2 separate regions of the Xenopus laevis genome follow, and region 1 is linked to region 2. The links are chromatin contacts, called in public Hi-C maps. All regions are on one chromosome and are shown on one strand. Each heading gives the region's core, a stretch centred on a gene start, on an enhancer-like site or on the middle of the called end of the contact. The rest is flanking DNA. Distances are from core to core; before and after follow the strand shown. Region 1 overlaps marchf3.L (E3 ubiquitin-protein ligase MARCHF3). Region 2 holds the start of prrc1.L (proline-rich coiled-coil 1 L homeolog).

Evidence for each region. A called contact is a pair of places that touch in the nucleus more often than the background predicts.
Region 1: a contact with region 2 is called in a Hi-C map of the XL177 cell line, with 3 times the contacts expected there. The contact joins the enhancer-like site here to the promoter of prrc1.L in region 2. A contact is called at or near these places in 2 of 4 Hi-C or Micro-C datasets (the XL177 cell line and the XTC cell line).

The regions. Positions count from the first base shown.
Region 1 is chr1L:182,610,240-182,613,998 of Xenopus_laevis_v10.1, reverse strand. All of the region lies in intron 3 of marchf3.L (E3 ubiquitin-protein ligase MARCHF3), which reads right to left. Among protein-coding and RNA genes, the nearest start is that of lmnb1.L, 29 kb to the left of the region's middle. Within about 2 kb of position 1,363, at least 3 of the 7 cell types and tissues checked have an H3K27ac peak or open chromatin away from gene starts, as enhancers often do.
Region 2 is chr1L:182,315,239-182,318,799 of Xenopus_laevis_v10.1, reverse strand. prrc1.L (proline-rich coiled-coil 1 L homeolog) reads left to right here and starts at 2,184. Exons shown (of 9, transcript NM_001127795.1): 1 at 2,184-2,335; 2 at 3,549-3,561.

The sequences.
Region 1 (3,759 bases), core at 114-2,613, 300 kb before region 2:
AAGTTGTAACACAGAAATTGCACAATATCCTTGAAAACGGTCCCCAAGTGGGAACGAAACATCGGATAAGATGCGATCTCAATAAAGTGCAAACATTCAACTTTAAAGAGTGTGCTTATACTTTATAAATCTCTCTCTCTCTCTCTCTCTCTCTCTCTCTCTCTCTCTCTCTATTTAAGATGCCAGTTATCTATTTATGATTACCCAATGGCATATACTACTAAAAAAAAGTATTTTATTATGAAAATGGGTTATTTACATGAAGCAGGGTTTTACATATGAGCTGTTTTATGCAATATCTTTTTATAGAGACCTACATTGTTTGGGGGGGGTATAGTTTTCCTTTAAGGAAATAGTTTGTGTGGCTCTGGGTAAATTATCTGTCTGTCTATAAAGCTTCTGCCTTCTGGTGCCATAAACTGATTTAGGTCAGGCCGAACCCCTTTCAAGGTTTTAGTATGAAGCAGAGAAGGATATTCTAAGACAAATTGCAACGGGTTTTCAATATTTATATTTTGTGGTTTTTGAGTTATTTAGCTTTTTATTCAGCAGCTCTCCAGTTGGCAGTTTCAGCAGTCTGGTTGTTGGGTGCAGACCCTAGAAGCCATGCACTGATTTGAATATGGAATATGAACAGGAGAGGATGTAATAAAAGGCAGTAAGAACAATACACGTGTAGCCTTACAGAACACTTGTTTTTAGAGGGGGTCAGTGACCTCCATTTAAAAGCTGAAAAGAGTCAGAAGCAGAAGGCAAATAATTCAAAAACGTTAAAAAAGCAAAAAATGAAGGCCAATGGAAAAGTTGCTTAGAATGAGCCATTCTGTAACATACTAAATGTTAACTGCCCCTTTAAGGGTACACGTACACACTATATGAAATGTTATGAGTAGAAATACGTAGACATCTATAATAGAAAAGTCTTTTAGTTCTGGTTCTAGCCACTTATAAAGCCCCGCCGGTTATGGTGAGTAGAGAAAATGCCAGACAAAATAATTGGAAGCCATTTAATTCAGCAATTAAAATGTTAAGGGAACAGTTGGGGGGGAGAAGGAAAATGAGGAATAACATTGGGAAGCATCAGTATAGATGAGATCTGGAGACAAAAACATGACTTCAATATGATTCATGGACAGAAGCAGGGCATTCATTTTCATTTCTAATTATAACAGTAAAGAAGCTCATTAGCGCCATTACATCAAGCATGCCATTACCATTCCCCAAACTCGGGCTCTTTAATTAAGAGAATAGCAAAGAAATGAAGTGAGCGGATTCCTTACAGCCGGTCTGTTCCGAGGCATACGACAAATAAAGGAATAGCTTCATTGTAATGAGAAGTGGGGATTAGTGGCACAATAGTGTGTGTGATTGTGTGTGTGTCTGGCTGGAAGGGGAAAGTTCTACTCAGTAAAGCTGATACTTGCATGCACCATACTTGTGTCATTCGCCAGCTGCTCCCCCTGTATAGTCCCCGGCACCCCCCTGTATAGTCCCCGGCATTCCCCCCTGTACAGTCCCCGGCACTCCCCCCCTGTACAGTCCCCTGCAATCCACCCTGTATAGTCCCCGGCACTTCCCCCTGTATAGTCCCCGGGACTTCCCCCTGTATAGTCCCCGGCACTTCCCCCTGTATAGTCCCCAGCACTTCCCCCTGTATAGTCCACAGCAATCCACCCTGTATAGTCCCCAGCACTTCCCCCTGTATAGTCCACAGCAATCCACCCTGTATATTCCCCCCTGCAGCTCTCTATGCAACTGTATAGCATTGTTAAGGGCCTTATTTATCAAAGAAAATTGGGTCTTCATTTATTATCTGTATAGATTATGGTAGGGGGACATTATTCCATATACAGGTATGGGACCTGTTATCCAGAATACTTGGAACCTGGGGTTTTCTGGATAAAGGATCTTGCTGTAATTTGGATATTCATACCTTAAGTCTACTAATAAATTATTTAAACATGAATTCAAAGTAATAGGCTGGTTTTGCCTCCAATGAGAATTAATTATATCTTAGTTTGGATAAAGTACAAGGTACTGTTATTATTATGACAGAGAAATAGTTTGAAAAAAATATGATTTTTTAGCTTATAATGGAGTCTATAAGAAGGGGGTCTTCCCATAATTCAGAGCTTTCTGGATAATATATCCCATACCTGTGCTGTAACTTTGTGCCATTATTATATGAGAGTGCAGCTGATGCCTGAGCTTTGCTAGTCGGGTCCCAGTGATATTTGCTTTGGTATAGAAGGAAAGCTACAGAGGGAGTTTATTGCCAATAAATTAGCCACAATAGTGCAAGCAATAACACTATATTTATTCTGCAAAATGCTTTACCATACCAGAGTAAACGGCTCTAGAAGCTTTCTCTGTTTGTAAAGGATAGCAGCTGCCATATTAGCTTGGTGCGACATCTCTTCCTGTCTCTCCCTGCTCACTCATAGCTCTGGGCTCAGATTACAGCAGGGAGGGGTGTCGGGAGGAGGAGAGGAGCAAACTGAGCATGCTCAAGCACTGCCCTGGAGGTTTATGCTGAAAACGGGAAGTTTGATACAGAAGCCCATGTGTATACAATAGAAGGAAAGAAATACAGTGTTTATTTTGACAGAGGGCTCAAACCCTGTGAGGGTTTACTGGTGTATTTATATAGTCCTGTCTGATAAAGATTACTTAATTTTAACCTTTCCTTCTCCTTTAAACAGCATGCTGCCCTTACTTTAGGCCATATTAAGCAAAGCAGCTATATTAAAGATATAGTTCTTTTTAATAAATGGAAAAACATTAACAGTAATGTTCTACATATAGACGGACATATCCAGGAGACAGATAGCAATCCTTCAGGGAAAAATTCCACACCACAGACATGGTGGCAGGATTTTTCCACTGAGACTCCCTTATCTGTAGTGAGTATAGGTGTGTGTAGGAAGAAGGAGTAATCCCTGAGGTGGAGGCAGCCTGACGCATATAAAGAAGGAATGTGTTTAGGGGCAGCTGAGCGAGAAATGAGAAGGGTGTGAAGAGGGAGCAGTGCTCAGGGGAGTGTGGGTGGATAAAAGACGGGTGAAAGTTCAGTGTTGGAGTTGAGGACAGGCACAGGGGGTCATGGATGAAAATGGAGAAAAACAGAGAAGAGCTTTGAAGGTGCAGATGAGATCATTGAAGTAGAGCCGAGACGCAAGGGAGGGAGAGATACAAAATAAAATTAGAAGGAACAGTTTAGAAGTAGAAAAGCTCAGGCTGTGCAGAACATTCACACTCAATATAATGCAGGTTATGCACTGAAACAATCATTGATAATGTGGGCAACATATTGAATGCTCTTCAAAAGTTATTGAACTAAATCTGATTTGTATATATAGAATTATAATACACAAAAGCCATGAATAACTTTTAAATTATATCCTTATAAAGGGTAAATACTGATGTCATCAGTTATAAATGGTGAGTAGTGATGTCATTTCTGTCACATGACTCACAGAATCTTGTGTATTATAATAAATAAAGTACCCCCTGTTGCAAAATATGAGGATATTAGAAGTTACCTCAGAGTTCCTTCGGCCTCGTGTTTTTATATGGTCCATCCATGCCCTTTGAACACGAAATCCAGAGCTACTAACATAAATTTAAAGGGGTTGACTTCACGTGGACTAAACACTAAGGGGCAAATTCACTAAAGGGCGAATTTCGCCAGAAAACGATTCGCCACACTTTGCGGCACTTTGTCAGGTGCAAAATCGTTGCACTAATTCAATAAAATGC
Region 2 (3,561 bases), core at 935-3,434:
TACTTTTTTGCAGTATATCGCTCTCTCTAGTGTTACACATGATTCTGTTATATGTTAATTCCTCCTCTGGGAGGGTGGAAAGCTTTCCCATCTCCTTTCATTTTAATTCATAATGCATTATTGTATTGCAAATGCTAAATTACTATATCCAATCATGCTGTAAAACTGAGCTCTAAGTGATGGGGTAACTGAATTATATCACTGTTGCTGCTCATATTATCAACAAAGCAGACAGAAATGAAAAAGTGCAATAAATATGTAGGCAAACCGGTAATGGAACACTGGTTCATTTTAAGGAATTGTTTGCTTTAGATATGTGCTTGAATATTAACAGTCTTCACAAAATGGCACCTGTCAGCTTGCTGTGATTGTGTAATTCCAAACAAGTTTTAAATAATTCATATAGTGCAAGTAAAATGTATTTTGGTTGACTGACTCAATAGAAAAAGGATGTGTGACATAAAAGGACATTACTGATCCCCTCTGCCCAGTGACCTATTCCCCACACCTTCATGGAGATGCTTGTACATTAGTGACAACTTGGTTGCCTTTTGGTTGGCTGTACCAGTCCGGACGGTGAAAATTACAAGTGACATCAGCATACTCAAGAGGGAATATAGGATAGTTTATATTTTTTTCCAATAAAGGGCGTTAAACTCAGTCACATTACACCCCCAACTGGGGAACTCTACTGTTATGGGCCCACAGCAGTCACTTCATGGGTTGCCCTCTCCATTTGTTCCCTTTTTTTCCTGAGATACTATTACTTGCCTAATATCTTGCACCTAACAGAAGAGAATTACGAAAGACCCCAATGCTATAATATTATTCACATTAACTGCCTACAATGCCACCACCAGACTACCAATATATCGGGTTGGCACCTTTTCTGGAATAAAACACATTTCAGTATATATATATATATATATATATATATATATATATATATATATATATATATATATATATATATAATACACAAAAGCCATGAATATCCTGTAAATTATATCCTTATAAACGGTGAGTTCTGATGTCATCAGTTATAAACGGTGAGTTCTGATGTCATTTCTGTCACATGACTCACCAAAACTTGTGTATTATAATAAATAAAGTACCCCCAGTTGTAAAATATGAGGATATTAGAAGTTACCTCGGAGTTTCCTGACCTGTATAAAAACACTCGGCCTTCGGCCTCGTGTTTTTATATGGTCATGAAACTCCTCGGTAACTTATAATATCCTTATATTTTACAAAAGGGGGTACTTTATTCACTATATATATATATATATATATATATATATATATATATATATATATATATATATATATATATATATATATATATATATATATATAACATACACAAGAGCCACGAATATCCTGTAAATTACAGTATATCCTTATAAATGGTGCTTAGTGATGTCATAGGTTATAATCGGAGATTAGTGATGTCATTTCTGTCACATGACTCACTGAGGCTTGGGTATAATAATAAATAAAGAACCCCCTGTTGCAAAATACGAGGATATAAGTCACCTCGTAATTCCATGACCTGTAAAAACGGCCTTCAGCCTCGTGTTGTCATGGAAAGCCTCAGTAACTTATATTCTACAAGAGGGAGCAGTGGTGTAACTAGAAGTTACCCTAACCCGTAGGGGTTACAGTCTACACTAAATAACACTATAACACTGACATCATTTCTATCGGCAAGGTGTTACCCCATTGTTATACAGGGGTCGGTAGGCTTTAATGCTAGCCCCTTTCTACACAGCTGTGCCTAAAACAGAATTCAGTCTTCATGTATTAGATACAGCAAAACAATAAGAACCTGCAGATTTTAGTTACGGTTGAAAAGACAACTACACCTTGAACAGAACACTATGATTTACACAATAGCGCCATCACCCCGGCCCTCACTAAATCCCTAATGAGAACATTATCACATTTCAAGTTATTTTTTGCGTGGCAGTGGTTTCCCTTCAGACTAAATCCCATACAAAAGCCTTGAGGGCTCGTAATGGCCGCACGTCTCCTAGTAACCATAGCATCCAGCTAGCACTGAAGCCACGCCCTACCTCGGCCACACTCACTCCCCATACGTTCCTCCGTCAGTCAGTCGTAAGGCCACGCCCCGGTCCGGTTTACGTGGCAGCGCTGCAGTCAACAGTAGAAGAGCGGACATATTCCATGCCGGGTTATACCATTGGAACTAGCAGGGGCGGGAGTGATTAGTATCGGTAGCTGGTGGTGGCCTGTACTTTTCGGCGTGTTGGGAATATCGGCTATTTGCTGAAGACGTCTTCTACATACTATTGCCCGGCTTCCCTTGTCTCGGGTAAGAGATGCGAGCGGTAGAGAGAGAACGAGGTCTCATTATGTTGCCGTCACTTTAGTCCTTCATTGAAGACTCGGAGGGAGTCGAGGATTTTCTAGCTGCTCCTAATTAAACCTAGCGATGCGCTGGCTTCTGTGGAAAGGTTGCAGGGCAGTATAATCAGTGTGTGTTCTCCCAAAGGAGGAGTGCACATAAATCTGTTGTACCTTGTTATTTCTCATTGGCTGCTACTGTACCCCTGCACTGTACGGGTCGGGGCAGCAGCCAAAAACCTTCCAGATCTGTGGGGAGTGTTCATTTATCCACCTGAAGGCTTTTAACATTTATGTTTTAATCTTGCATGCTTCTGCTGTCAGTGGGTGGAGACTTTGACGTGGCAGTCTTTGCATTGCATTGTGGGAAATGTAGTCCATCTTTCCTTTTACACAAGTGTAGTGCCTGTTCTTCAAGCAGCAAACTGGTTTCAAACTATACTAGTAACATTTGCTATTCTATCCCATTGCCCCACACACATTAGGCTAAGTAGAATATCTGCCTTTGTATGTTTTTGGATTGTAAGCCAACCCATATAGTTCCACTCAGTAGTGCCCTGGCCAGGATCAAAATCATAACCTTAGCACAGCAGTGCCAGCAGCCCGCCCACATTTTGTTACAAACAAACTAGATTTGATCAGCTTTCAATATGTTTTTCTTCTGCTTGTTCGTATGTTAATGAGACTTTAGGACCATTAATAATAGGGGTCGCAAATTGCACTGGTACTGTTGCCCCTAGCAACTGGCCTGCTCAAAAGTGATGCTGTGGATTATGGCACTGGGGAAGTTTAGCACTTGTAGAAATCGGCATCTTTGTCTATATTAACTCATCGAACATCGGTATCGTTAGCGAGAAATCGTAAGTAACATAGACTGCATACCTGACCAAGCGAAAGCACATTTATGCTGCAAATAGCCTCAAAGTAGTCTTAATATTTTGGCTGTTTTCCCCTTTTCTATATGAATCATATGCTGCCCTGTTTGCATAATTAGAAAATTTGTTGTATGAAAGGCCTATAGCACATGGGTGTTTGAGCACCGTAGCAGAGAACAGTCAGATGGCAGTGGTGAATATATACCCCTTGTGCCGTGGCCCTAGCATCATTGTTATTCTGCCTTTCATTTAATTACATGGGAGGACACTTGTGCCAGTTGAAATAATGTAACTTCTTATTTGCAGTTTCCGTTTGCAG